2 separate regions of the Muntiacus reevesi genome follow, and region 1 is linked to region 2. A link is a contact called in public Hi-C data. All regions are on one chromosome and are shown on one strand. Each heading gives the region's core, a stretch centred on a gene start, on an enhancer-like site or on the middle of the called end of the contact. The rest is flanking DNA. Distances are from core to core; before and after follow the strand shown.

Region 1 (2,774 bases), core at 70-2,569, 270 kb after region 2:
AGAAAAGAAAACCTAGGCTCCACAGGATGGGAAAATACACCTCCACAACTTAAGAATCCCTGGGAATATTTCTCATTTCAAATACATTGCTGTTAAAACTCTAAGAGCCTGCCTACCTCATTTTCCATAATAAAAAGTTTAATTTCAAAAAAGTGCCTAGCACAGTTTCCAGCGCACAGAAGGCTTTTATTTATATACTCATTTATGAAAATGCTCCTTCTGAATCATATTCATAGCTGAAAAATAGTTATGACCTTCTCAAGATATGAAGTACTTCCATAAATTGGAAAGGGGGTGGGGTACTATTTTTAAGCCATTCTGTTCAGCAGGGCAAGAAAAGAGCTGCTAACATTTGCATCCTATTTTATGGTCATTTCTGAGTCTGTAAAACAAAAAGAAAATGTTCGGTGAGAAAACCAAAAACGTGCATACTTTGGAGCTGAGACTCAGATATCCTGGTCTGCACTCACATAACTCTGCAAGTGATGAAAGCAAAGTGCCGTACCTGGGGACTTTGAAAAAGAACCTTTGACCTCTGCTCGCATTCATATGAAACCTTCCCGAGAACAGCTCCTTCGCCAGAATTCGAGACTCCCAGAGGACCCAAGAGCCGGAATAAGCATTTCCCTCCCGCTGACACCGAGGACATCGTGCCTTTCAAGTCACCCCAAATCTCAGGATTCGGAAGTGAGGAGAGCTGCGGCTCACACCCAGCCCCAACAGGGGGCTGTGTCTGTACCGCGCGGGAGACAGAGAACTGCTGTAGGGAAACATTCCCGGTCCACGCAGGCCTCTCTGGTCTCAGGAGAGACCGTGACCCCGACACCCAAGAGGCGAGTCCGGACGCCGCCCTCCCTCGTCTCAGACAAAGGACCGGAACCCTGGCACGCCCCCCACTCACCGCTCAGATAGTTGGTCCACTTATACAGCACCCCCTCCATGGCGCCCGCGACCACCTCGCCCTCGCCCGCCGGCCCCGTCACTGCTCCAGGCTCCAGGAGGCGAGGAGCACCGGCAGCAGGGCCATCGCCCGGCGCTGCCGAGCCGGCCACTCCCGGCGCCCAGGCCCAGTGCGGGGACGCCCCGCGGGCCTCACATCCTGGGCCCGGGGGCGGGGTCACTGCGGCGGCCTCCGCACGTGAGAACGCGGCCGGCCGGTGGCCCCAGGCGCCGCAGGCGGCGCGCTGTCCTCAAGGAGGCCAAGGTCCTGGGTGGGTCCGAGGGGCGACTGAAGTCACCAAAGTGTCGCGAGTGAAGTAGCCGGTCGCTGGCCGCGCCACGGCGCGCTACCTGAGTGCTCGACCCGCCGGGCTCAGGGCCCGCTCGCGCATGCCCAGTGCACCGCCTGCGCGCCGGTTCCCAAAATCCACTCCGGAGTTTAGCTGAGATAGCGGCGTGGCTGACCTAGTGAAAGAGGCCCGCAGGGAAAATGAGTCCTGGGACTAGAGGGAGGGTGAGAAGGGAGTAGGGAGGCCTCTGGGACAAAGGGGAACACAGTCTTCACTCTACGGTACCAGGTACCATAGATGGGTTCCATCTCCCGATATTTGGGAGCCACCGTGGCCCCTTAGGGTGCCCGCTGGATTCTAGTCTTCAGAGCCTCTTATTTCAAGGCTAATTGATCCTACACACTTCAAGGCTATTGAGGGGGTACCCAACCATAGGGCATAAGGAGATGATGGGAATTTCACTATTAAACTCTAAAACCCCCGCTGCACGAAGTGTGGTCCGTGCACTGCCGCACTGAAGGCCCCTGGGAACTTGTCTGAATGTAGTATCTTAATGCAAGGCGGCAAACTCCTGAAGGAGATCTCCAGGGGGGATTCCCATGCATATTAAAGTGTGAGGGGAAAAAAAAAAGTGTGAGAAAGTTCTGTGCTAAGGATATTTGACTAGGGAAAATGTTAACTATAGATTCTGTGGTAAAAGCAGGTTACAAAACAGTGTACAGTAGGATCCTAATTATTTTAGGCATATGTCACAAAACCATGTGCCAAAATGTTGATGACTATTTCTGCATGGTGGCATTACAGATTTTTTCTTTTTCTTTAGTGTAATCTAAAGAATTAAATAAAAAAAAAAGAATTAAATAAAATCTTTTATCTGCAAAATCTGTTGCCAGAGTCCACAAATAAAAACAGAGAAAAATTAATTTGCTATTTATCTGAAATTCAAATTTAATTAGGCTCCTGTATTTTTTAAAAATTATTTGTTTTTAATGGGAGGATGCTTGCTTTATAACGATGTTTTGGTTTCTGCCATACATCAAAATTAATAAGCCATAGGTATAAAGGAGATCAGTCCTGGGTGTTCATTGGAAGGACTGATGCTGAAGCTGAAACTCCAATACTTTGGTCACCTCATGCGAAGAGTTGACTCATTGGAAAAGACCCTGATGCTGGAAAAGACCCTGATGCTGGAAAAGCCATAGGCATAAAGGAGATCAGTCCTGGGTGTTCATTGGAAGGACTGATGCTGAAGCTGAAACTCCAATACTTTGGTCACCTCATGCGAAGAGTTGACTCATTGGAAAAGACCCTGATGATGGGAGGGATTGGGGGCAGGAGGAGAAGGGGACCACAGAGGATGAGATGGCTGGATGGCATCACAGACTCGATGGACATGAATTTGAGTAAACTCTGGGAGTTGGTGATGGAAAGGGAAACCTGGCATGCTACAGTCCATGGGGTCGCAAAGAGTTGGACATGACTGAGCGACTGAACTGAGCTGATACACATATCCCCTCCCTCTTGAACCTCTCTCCCACCTCCCAC
Region 2 (2,992 bases), core at 36-2,535:
AGGAGCCGATCACCAGGCGCGGCCCTCCGGGACCCCCGCTTGCCGGCCGGTCCCTGCCGCCGCTGCTGCCGCCGTCCTCCGGGCTGCTGTGAACCGAGTCCTGCGAGCCGTACGGGCCGCTGCTGCTGTTGGGGATGCTGAAGGTGGACTGAGCCGTTCGGGCCCCCGACGCCACGGTCCCCACGGCCCCGCCGAGGGAGCGGCTGCGCGGGGCCGCCGAGGCCGCCGCGGCGCCGCCGGAGGCGCTGGGCTGGTGCGCGCTGGGCACCTGAGCCGGAAACCGCCCAGCAGCTGCGGCTCGCGCCCCGCCGCCCGCGGTCCCGTTGGCCCCTCCGCTGCTGCTGCTGCTGGAAGGTAAATCCGAGCCCGAGTACGCGCGGGTGCGGCCGTTAGCAGCGGCCGGGCCGCTCTGCTTGGCGCCCATGTCCGCCCTGCCCCGGGCCGGGCCCGCGCACAGCGCCCGGAGCGCCGGGAGGGCGGGAGCGAGCGCGGGAGCGAGAGGGCAGGGCCGAGGCGCGGAGGCCGGCGCAGAAAGAAGCCCGCACGTCCAGGGCCGCCGCCCGGCGCCCCTGGGGGCGGTCGGCGCCCGCCGCGCTCTTCTAGGGGGTGACGAGGGAGATCGACGGCCTGTCTGGGGACTCGGGAGACGAGGAGAGACGGTGAGGAAGGAGGTCCCGGCTCCCGCGGGCGCCGATCGCTGGCTCCGGCGGGAGGGGCGGCTCAGGTGGCTGCGCGGCTGCCGCTGCTTTCGGTTCTGGTGCGCCGCGACGGGCCGCTGCCGCTCTCTGCCGCCGCCGCTGCGCTCTGCGCCCGGGCCCTCGGCACCGCCTCCTCCCGGGCGGCCGCCGCTACCGCCGCCATCCTCCTGCTCCCACGGCGGCTCACGGGTGAGTGGGAGGTGCCCGCCCAGACTCCGCTGGGGCCACCTTCCCTCCTCCCCCAGCCACCCAACTGTTATTAACTGAGAAGGAGGAAAAACGGGTGGCGCGGGAGGGGAGGACGCAAGAGGAGAGGGAGGGGCAGCGCGCGCTTCCCGGCAACCGTCACCGCGCTCCCCCAGAGAAGGAGGGGCCGGGGGGTAGGGTCTGGACCACGAAGGTGGGGGGTGCTCAGCGGGGAAGGAGGTACTGCGGCCCTCGCACCGGAAGGCGAAGGAGCAGCGGGGCCCCAGGGTGCGCCCGAACCCGTGTGTTTGGGTCGCGCGCGGTGACCCCGCCCCCGCCCCCTGGCGCCGCCGGGAGGATTGGCTCCCACCGGCCTGGCCCCGCCTCCCCCCTCGCCGCGGCCTTCCCGCTCCCGCCCTATCTCGCCTAGGTGCCTTGGTGGGGTAGGTGCTACCACCCGCGGCTTCGGTGATGGACAGGTCTCTGGCCCCGCCCTCTCCTGCAGGACGCGCCCCCTCTCCACCGCGGGGCCTGCTCTGATTGGAGGGATGGAGCTCCTCCGGGCGCCAACCAGAACACGGCCCCTCCTCCTGCACGTGGCCCTCGGACGCTGGACCTGACGGTGGGTAGTCTTCACCTTCTTAAAGCTGGGGCTGGGAGTGTCTCTGTCCTGTGTCTCTAGCCATTGCGTTTGAGTGGGTGTCGACCTTCCTCCTTGATGTTACTCCGAGTGCGTGTTTTAAATAAAGCAGAAGCTCACCAATCTGATGGTAAAAGACTGAAAACAAAAGAAAGAACCTAGGAAGCTGAAGGCAACTTGATCTGAATTAGATCTATCCCATTTAAACACTCCGACTGTGGAGAAAGCAGAGTTAATAGAACTAAAGATAATCCAACATGATCTTCAGCAGTAGAGTAAAAACTGGCACAGAGACAGCTGCAACCGATTCATAAGACCTGGGGTCTAAGTCTAGGACCAAAACTAAGTGTAATAAGCAAATCATTTTACCTTTGTGGACGTTAGTTTCCTTACCTGGGATGTTTGTATCAAATCTCCACAGCACCGGCTGCTTTAAAACCCTGTAATTTCTCTAAAATGGCAATTAATACTAGGTTGGTGCAAACGTAATTGCGACTTTTGCATTGTTTAAATTTTCCATTTGATACTGGAATACATTCTTAAATAAAAATGGTTGTGCTGTACATCATTTTAATGCACATTTCTTACTTGGCTGACTTGTTTTTGGCTGACTTATTACTTGTTTATATTTATGAAAAAGCAAATTGAAGCGACTTTCCTATTCGAGTTCGCAGAGACAACTCACAACAACACATTTGGCCCAGGAACTGCTTACAAATGTACAATGCAGTGGTGGTTCAAGAAGTTTTGCAGAGTAGATAAAAGCCTGAAGATAAACATAGTGTCTGCCCATAGGAAGTTGACAATAACCAATTGAGAGGCTTATAACTACATGAGAAGTTGCCCAAGAACTGAACATCAACCATTCTATAGTTGCCCAGCATTTGAAGCTAATTTGAAAGGTGAAACGCTCGAGAAGTGGGTGCATCTTGAACTGACTAAAAATGAAAAAAATCGTTTTGAAGGGTCATCTTCTCTTTTTCTACATTAGGTTCTTCTCTTATTCTCTATCCGATTGTGATATGTGACAAAAAGTGGATTTTATATGAGAACCAGCAATGACCAGTTCAGTGGTTGGACCGAGAAGAAGCTTCAAAGCACTTCCCAAAGCCAAACTTGCACCCGAGAAAGGTTATGGCCACAGATTGGTGGTCTGTTGCCAGTCTGATCCACTACAGCTTTGTGAATCCCAGCAAAACCAACACATCTGGGAAGTATGCTCAGCAAATCAATGAGATGCACCAAAAGCTACAACACCTGCAGCTGGCATTGATCAACAGAAAGGGCCCAGTTTTCCTCCATGACAACACCTGACTGCACATCACACAACCAACACTTCAAAAGCTGAACGAATGGGCTATGAAGTTTTACATCATCCACCATATTCACCTGACCTCTCATCAACTGACTATCACTTCTTCAAGCGTCTTGACAACTTTTTGCAGGGAAAATGCTTCCAGAGCCAGAA

The links. A called contact is a pair of places that touch in the nucleus more often than the background predicts.
Region 1: a contact with region 2 is called in a Hi-C map of blood, with 3 times the contacts expected there. The contact joins the promoter of PLEKHA8 here to the promoter of ZNRF2 in region 2. A contact is called at or near these places in 2 of 3 Hi-C or Micro-C datasets (blood and muscle).

What each region holds. Positions count from the first base shown.
Region 1 is chr6:62,857,204-62,859,977 of mMunRee1.1, forward strand. PLEKHA8 (pleckstrin homology domain containing A8) reads right to left here and starts at 1,320. Exons shown (of 13, transcript XM_065939028.1): 1 at 902-1,320. The coding sequence starts at 941.
Region 2 is chr6:62,590,695-62,593,686 of mMunRee1.1, forward strand. It overlaps ZNRF2 (zinc and ring finger 2), which reads right to left and starts at 1,286. Exons shown (of 5, transcript XM_065938457.1): 1 at 1-1,286. The coding sequence starts at 424.